Regions from separate parts of the Cricetulus griseus genome. Here region 1 is linked to region 2. Evidence: chromatin contacts called from public Hi-C data. All regions are on one chromosome and are shown on one strand. The core of a region is the stretch at or near the end of the contact, and the rest is flanking DNA. Distances in the headings are between cores, read along the strand shown.

Region 1 (3,015 bases), core at 201-2,700, 130 kb after region 2:
TAGAGAGTGGGGGTGGGGGGGCGGCATGGGGAAGAGAGGGGATGGCATTGAGGATTTAAGTTTCTTCCACACTCCTTCTATATTAAACACTTAAAATGACAAGGTGTCGACCCATGTGAAAATAAACACCACGCAGGCAAATATTCCTAAGATTGGACTCTTCACATCCTCTGAAGTGTCTTAGTGATTTTTTATTCATTGTAATTTCACTGTATCTTGGTCCCCAAACTTAGCAGCCTCTGAGAAAAACAAAACATGCTTGGAGAGGAATCTCCTGCTCTTAGTCACCAGGGTGTGTGGTTGCTGAGTCCTACAGTACCTCTCCGACTGTGGATTATTCACGTGATTATTTTCAAGGTTTAGACATTAAAAAATATTACTTTATGTGTATGGGTATTTTGTCTGCCTGTATTATTGTGCATCACATGTGTGCCTGATGCCAACAGGGGTCAGAGAGGCTGTTGGGTCCCCTGAAACGAGTTATGGATGGTTGTGAGCCACCGTGCGGGTGCTAGCTAGATCCTCTGGAAGAGTAGCTAGTTCAGCTAACTTTGGAGCCATCACTCCGGTCCCTATTTTCAAGACCTTTGCTTCTTAGTGTAGAGACCACCAACTCCTAAGAGGAGACCTACAAGGACAAGTGCCAATGAGAAGAGAGCTGGCCGCCTAAGGTACTTGGAGGAGATATTCACCTATGTCCTTCAAACCTTAAGGTGACCTTCATTATCCCTGGGGGCTCACTGTGGTGCCCCATCGTGCACGATACACAGTTTGAGAACCACAGCCATAAAATCCATAGTAGGCGTGGCCTCAAAGCAAAGTGCCCTCCACAGCCCTTCTCTTTTTCCCTCCCCAGCCCTGTGAATCAGAACTATATGGGTGCACGTACATATGGATGTCTGGGCATTTATGCGCTTGCCTCTTGCCTTGCTCTCTGCCAGCGCAGCAGGACACTGGGTTATCCTGTGGCTAGCCTCCTCACTCATCTTTTGAAGGTGTATTTGAAGCTAGTCTTTCAACTTCAAAGCACTTGAAAATGTTCTGCCTGGCAGGCTTGCCTCAGTGGGAGCCAGAACCTCCTCTTCAGTTCTGGTGGACACAGGTCCCTTATGTAATGCTGTCTCTCACCCAACAACAATGGCTCCGAACCAGGGTCTTTTACAGGTAACAGCCATGAGAACACTTTTGGTATTTTTTTTCTCTTCCCAGTATGGACGCACTCCTCTCCACCTTGCAGCCAACAACGGGATCCTGGATGTGGTCCGCTACCTCTGTCTGATGGGTGCCAATGTGGAGGCTCTGACCTCGGTGAGTACCAGGCAGGTGCAGGTGTTTGGCTGCAGAGAACCATGGAAACTTCTCATGCCTCAAGGGCACGGGGAGAGAGGCATTGCCTGGCAACTGCATTCTAAAGCAGACAGGCTGCTGTTAAGCTTTAACCCTCCTCTGCAGTCACACAAACATTTGCCCACACAGACCCAGTTTAATGTCTAGTTAATGTTTCATCCTTGTCTCACCTCGCCCGCCCCGCTCCTCCAGCGACCCGCTGGTTCGCACTGGCCTTTTGTTTACCCGTGTTACACAACAGTGCCGCTTAGCTCTCTGTTCCATGTATGGATTTCTCTTTCATAAGTGCTTCCCGTTGGCTCCAGGGCACAAGCCGCCCAGTGCCCTGTAGGAGGAGCTGAATCCCCCCGAGTGGCTGTGGGGGTCATGAGCAGTCAAGAGGCAAAGGGCTGGTTCTACTGCTTAGCATCTGCCTTTGCTGCTGGGCCTGAAAACAACTTTTAAGTAAGATGCAATCCATTTTTCTCACTTGTCATTCAGGCTTAGTATCTCAACAGCAGAAGAGAGACCCTTTGCTCCATATTTCATACCAGAGATAAGAGTTTGGCCAACAGGATGAGTTGGCAGTTCAGTTGCGGCCATGAAGTATTGTTTGAGTTGTTGCTGGCATGACAGTTGACTGCTAGTGTGAAAGGTCTTGACAGTCAGTTGTGAAGGTGATCACGTGGTATTTGATGTGGCAGCCCACTGGAGGCCCTGAGGCAGGAAGTACAACTTTGGTTCTTGGAGATCTTCAAGGTCTAAACACACAGAGCCAAATCCAGCCTGCTGCTTGGTTTTGTAAATGAAGTCTCCCTGTATGTAGCACAGCCACTCTCATTTGCTTACTTGTTGTCTCTGTCTGTGGCTGTTGCAGAGCCCCCAAACATCTGGCATGATCCCCAGAGGGCCTGTGGGCTGGTCTGTGTGTAGGTCTTTTTGGTACCACCCACTCTCAAGATGTAGCAGTTGTGTTCTGTACAGTATTGGGCGCTCTGCAGGTGTAGACGTTAACAGTGCTCTGCATGGAAGGGGCACGCTGCTCAGGGCACTTGTTTACTCCTGCCCTGAGTGCAAGGTCCTGCACCACCTGTGTGCCAAGTCTTTACCCACGGGGCAGTTATCTTGCAGTAAAGTGTCACGTGCATTTTTAAGAGGAAAAATATTTCTCTGTCTCAGATGATGCCTCATAGGGAAAATAAAAAACAAGAGTGACTTTGAAATCCTATCAGATGATGGGGCCAGAAATGTGTGTGGCCTCTCCTCTTTTCCTGTTCCCTAGTGAGCTCATGGACCTCCCCTGTAGTGTCTGTCTCCTCTGTTCCCCCACCACTGCTCTGCTCCTGCCACTTTCTTCTCTGGTCCCTACCTCTTCCAGCTTCTAGAAGGGCTCTTCGGGGTTTTCTATCCACATTGTATAGTTCCTTGCTTAGCCTTGCCATTTACTCAGACATATCATACAGAGAGGATCTTCTAGAAAATGAGAAAGAGAGGTGCTGACAAAAGAATCTTAACAGTCAGTCTGGAGTCACTGAGTGATGATAGACAACAATTGGGTCCTGGGAAATTGGTGGATCTCCCTCTGCAGGAGCTGGTACATGGAGTATGGTCACTGAGTAGTCCGGAAGTCATCAGAGGCTCAGGAAAAGCGCCAAATACAAAGGCCTGAGCTTGGTGGCCACCTGCTCC
Region 2 (2,700 bases), core at 193-2,692:
AATCAGTTTGAGCAGTGGTGTGGGTTCAAGGAGGAGTTTTGGCAGTTCTAGAAGTCACATAGAATCCCCGGTTGGAACTCTCCTCAGCTGGGAGTACTGTGAGAGACTTATTGGAAAATGGATGGACACCGATTTCACGGGTAGACCTGGAGTCTCTTGGCCGGTCCTCAGCAATCTAGTGAAAGACACGTGGGTACTGTTGTGACAGTTAAAAAAAAAAAAGACAGTGTAATTGATTTTTAATAAAGTTTTATTTAACCTGGTAGAGCCAAAGCACCATCGTTTGGACATGTACCTAATATATAAAAAAAAAATATGTCTACGGCGTTTTTCATTCGTATTTTCATACTGTCTTAGACTCTGGTGTGTATTGTACGCTTAACGTAGTTCAAGCAGGACTTGCTGTTTCAACCGAGCGACCGCTGATAGGACTGAAAGGACTCTCAAGCTTTGTCGGATTTCTAATATCTCAGCCTTTTCCGTTGTGGATCGCATGCCTTGCCTTCATCCTGGCTCAAAACACCTGTCACGGAGACGCACCCTCTGACGAGGCCTCTGTCGGTTTTGTTGTCAACACAGAAGAATAGAGCAACCTCATTTATAAGCTATTTGTTTGCTCGTTTCCATAAGGGTGTGGGAGTCTCCAGGGCAGGACTATATTGATTTATTTTTTTTAAAACCTGGTGTGTGTGTGTGTGTGTGTGTGTGTGTGTGTTACGGCACGGAGCACACCGCCTGGCCTACGCGGGTCGTTGGGTTCACAGTTTGGGAACGAAAGCCTCGGATTTCTTCGAAGCGGGCGGCAGAGGGCAGCCGGGCGCTAAGTCACAGGTGGGGCGCGCGCTCGGTGCGGGCGAGTGGGTGTGTGCGGGGTGCGCGCGGCGGGGCGGGAGCGCGGAGCCGGGAGGAGCCGCGAGCCCAGCGGAGGAAGAGGACAGGGAGGAGGTGCTGCTGGCTGCGTCCCGAGGCTAGGAGCGCCTGGGACTGGGACCCGCCACGGGGCGCAGGGCGCTGCGGGGCCGGGTGAGTGGCCGGCTCAGGCAGCGAGAAGAGCGGGAGGGCGGCCCCGGCGCGGGGGAACAGGTGGCCCGGCCGAGCGCTTTGTGTCTCTTCCCTCCGCTGTCCCCGCGTAGTCCGGAGGCGGAGGCAGGAGCCCGGGAGCGGCAGGCACCGGGCTGGGGCGCGGCGTTGTGGGGCGCGGGGGTCCCCCAGCCTGGGCTTAACAAAGGGCGCGTGGCCCCAGCCCGCGGGAGGCCTGGAGATCGGGGCCGAGCCCCGAGCCCCCAGTTTCCTTGAGGTTTGCGGTTCCATTCTTCTCCCCATTTCTTTCAGAGGTCTGCGGCTTGGTGCATGAGGGGCCCGCAGCGGCGCGGCGGCGGTGGGGATGGTTCGGGCCGCGGAGCCGGAGTGGCCTGGGCTCTGGTGAGGCGTGACAGTCTATCATGACTGTGTTCAGGCAGGAAAACGTGGACGACTACTACGACACCGGCGAGGAACTGGGCAGGTACCAGGAGTGGGGGGCGGAAGCGCGCGGTGTGGGGGGCAGTGCGCGGTAAACAGACTCTGCGTAAGCCAGGCATGCCTCTGGCCCTTCTCTGGGATGTGCGGATGGTAGAGGAAGCAGTACCTAACGCGCGAAGGCCAGGGACCTGGAATAAACTGCCTGATCCGAGGGGTGGAGAGGCAGTCCACAGTGCATTTACTGCGTACGGAGAGTGTGGTCAGAGCCCCTGGACCTGAACAGACCTCATTGTGCGCACGAACTCCGGCGAGCCTCTCCCTTCGGAGACAATGAGGCAAAGGCTGAGACTCCAACTGCAACTGGAGGGACCGCCTCTGTGTGATTTAGGCAGAGTACACGTTAATTAATGGGCGTTTAAAATTTTAACACTCACCCCTTGTGCTGAATTTTCAGAGCAACACCAGCCAGGACAGCTAGGTAGGTGTGGGACTTGCCAGATGTTGGCCTCGGATTTTGAAACTTAGTCCATCCAGGAATTTGATTCTTAGCTTGGTAGTGGTGTCTTCGGTGTCATCTATGGCAGCTGTCTATATTCAGAGCCTACCAACACTCTGTAGGAGCTGTGATGCTGAGCAGAGTGTGTTAGTGTCCAGGTACACAAAGATTTCTCTGGCAGCATTTTGTGACTGCTGGGTGACTTTTTTTTTTTTTATCAGTCCACCGACTTTATTCATCTCTGCTTTATGTGAGCAAATAGCCCAGTGTTCATACTATGTTTAAAATTTGGCGTGTGGCGTTTGTATGTTGGCATTGTGACTACAGCAGCAAAAGGATTTATAAACATTTATAAACAAACATAGTTGAAGTTACCATAGTGTGTGTACTGAAATTTGTATTTTTCCATATATACCCAAATGACCTCATACCAAGATTTTTTTTCTTCCTGGAAAGGAAATTAAAAAAAAAAAAGACCCACACCCTCTATTACCTAATAGGATTTTGGAAGACACCTAACTAAAACTTTAAAATAATTCAGATAGCCCAGGAATGAAAAAGATCAGTGCAGGCTTGAGGCATCTTTGAAGCCTGTGCCTAGGGAGAGAATACTGCTATCTTAAATCCTAATGACTGACTGAAAGACAGGGTTCTGAAAGATCATATTTCATGGATATGGTTTAAATTGAGGTTGAGAATGTGCAGTTGAAGTACTTGGCTTAACTGGAATTTAACCACTTTCC

Evidence for each region. A called contact is a pair of places that touch in the nucleus more often than the background predicts.
Region 1: a contact with region 2 is called in a Hi-C map of the CHL-YN cell line, with 11 times the contacts expected there. The contact joins the enhancer-like site here to the promoter of Dapk1 in region 2. A contact is called at or near these places in 2 of 8 Hi-C or Micro-C datasets (the CHL-YN cell line and fibroblasts).

The regions. Positions count from the first base shown.
Region 1 is chr3:279,893,776-279,896,790 of CriGri-PICRH-1.0, forward strand. Dapk1 (death-associated protein kinase 1) reads left to right here. Exons shown (of 26, transcript XM_035443025.1): 17 at 1,210-1,308. Among named protein-coding and RNA genes, the nearest start is that of Trnak-cuu, 6.9 kb to the right of the region's middle. Within about 2 kb of position 1,451, at least 2 of the 6 cell types and tissues checked have open chromatin away from gene starts, as enhancers often do.
Region 2 is chr3:279,765,351-279,768,050 of CriGri-PICRH-1.0, forward strand. It overlaps Dapk1 (death-associated protein kinase 1), which reads left to right and starts at 1,443. Exons shown (of 26, transcript XM_035443025.1): 1 at 1,443-1,504. The coding sequence starts at 1,443.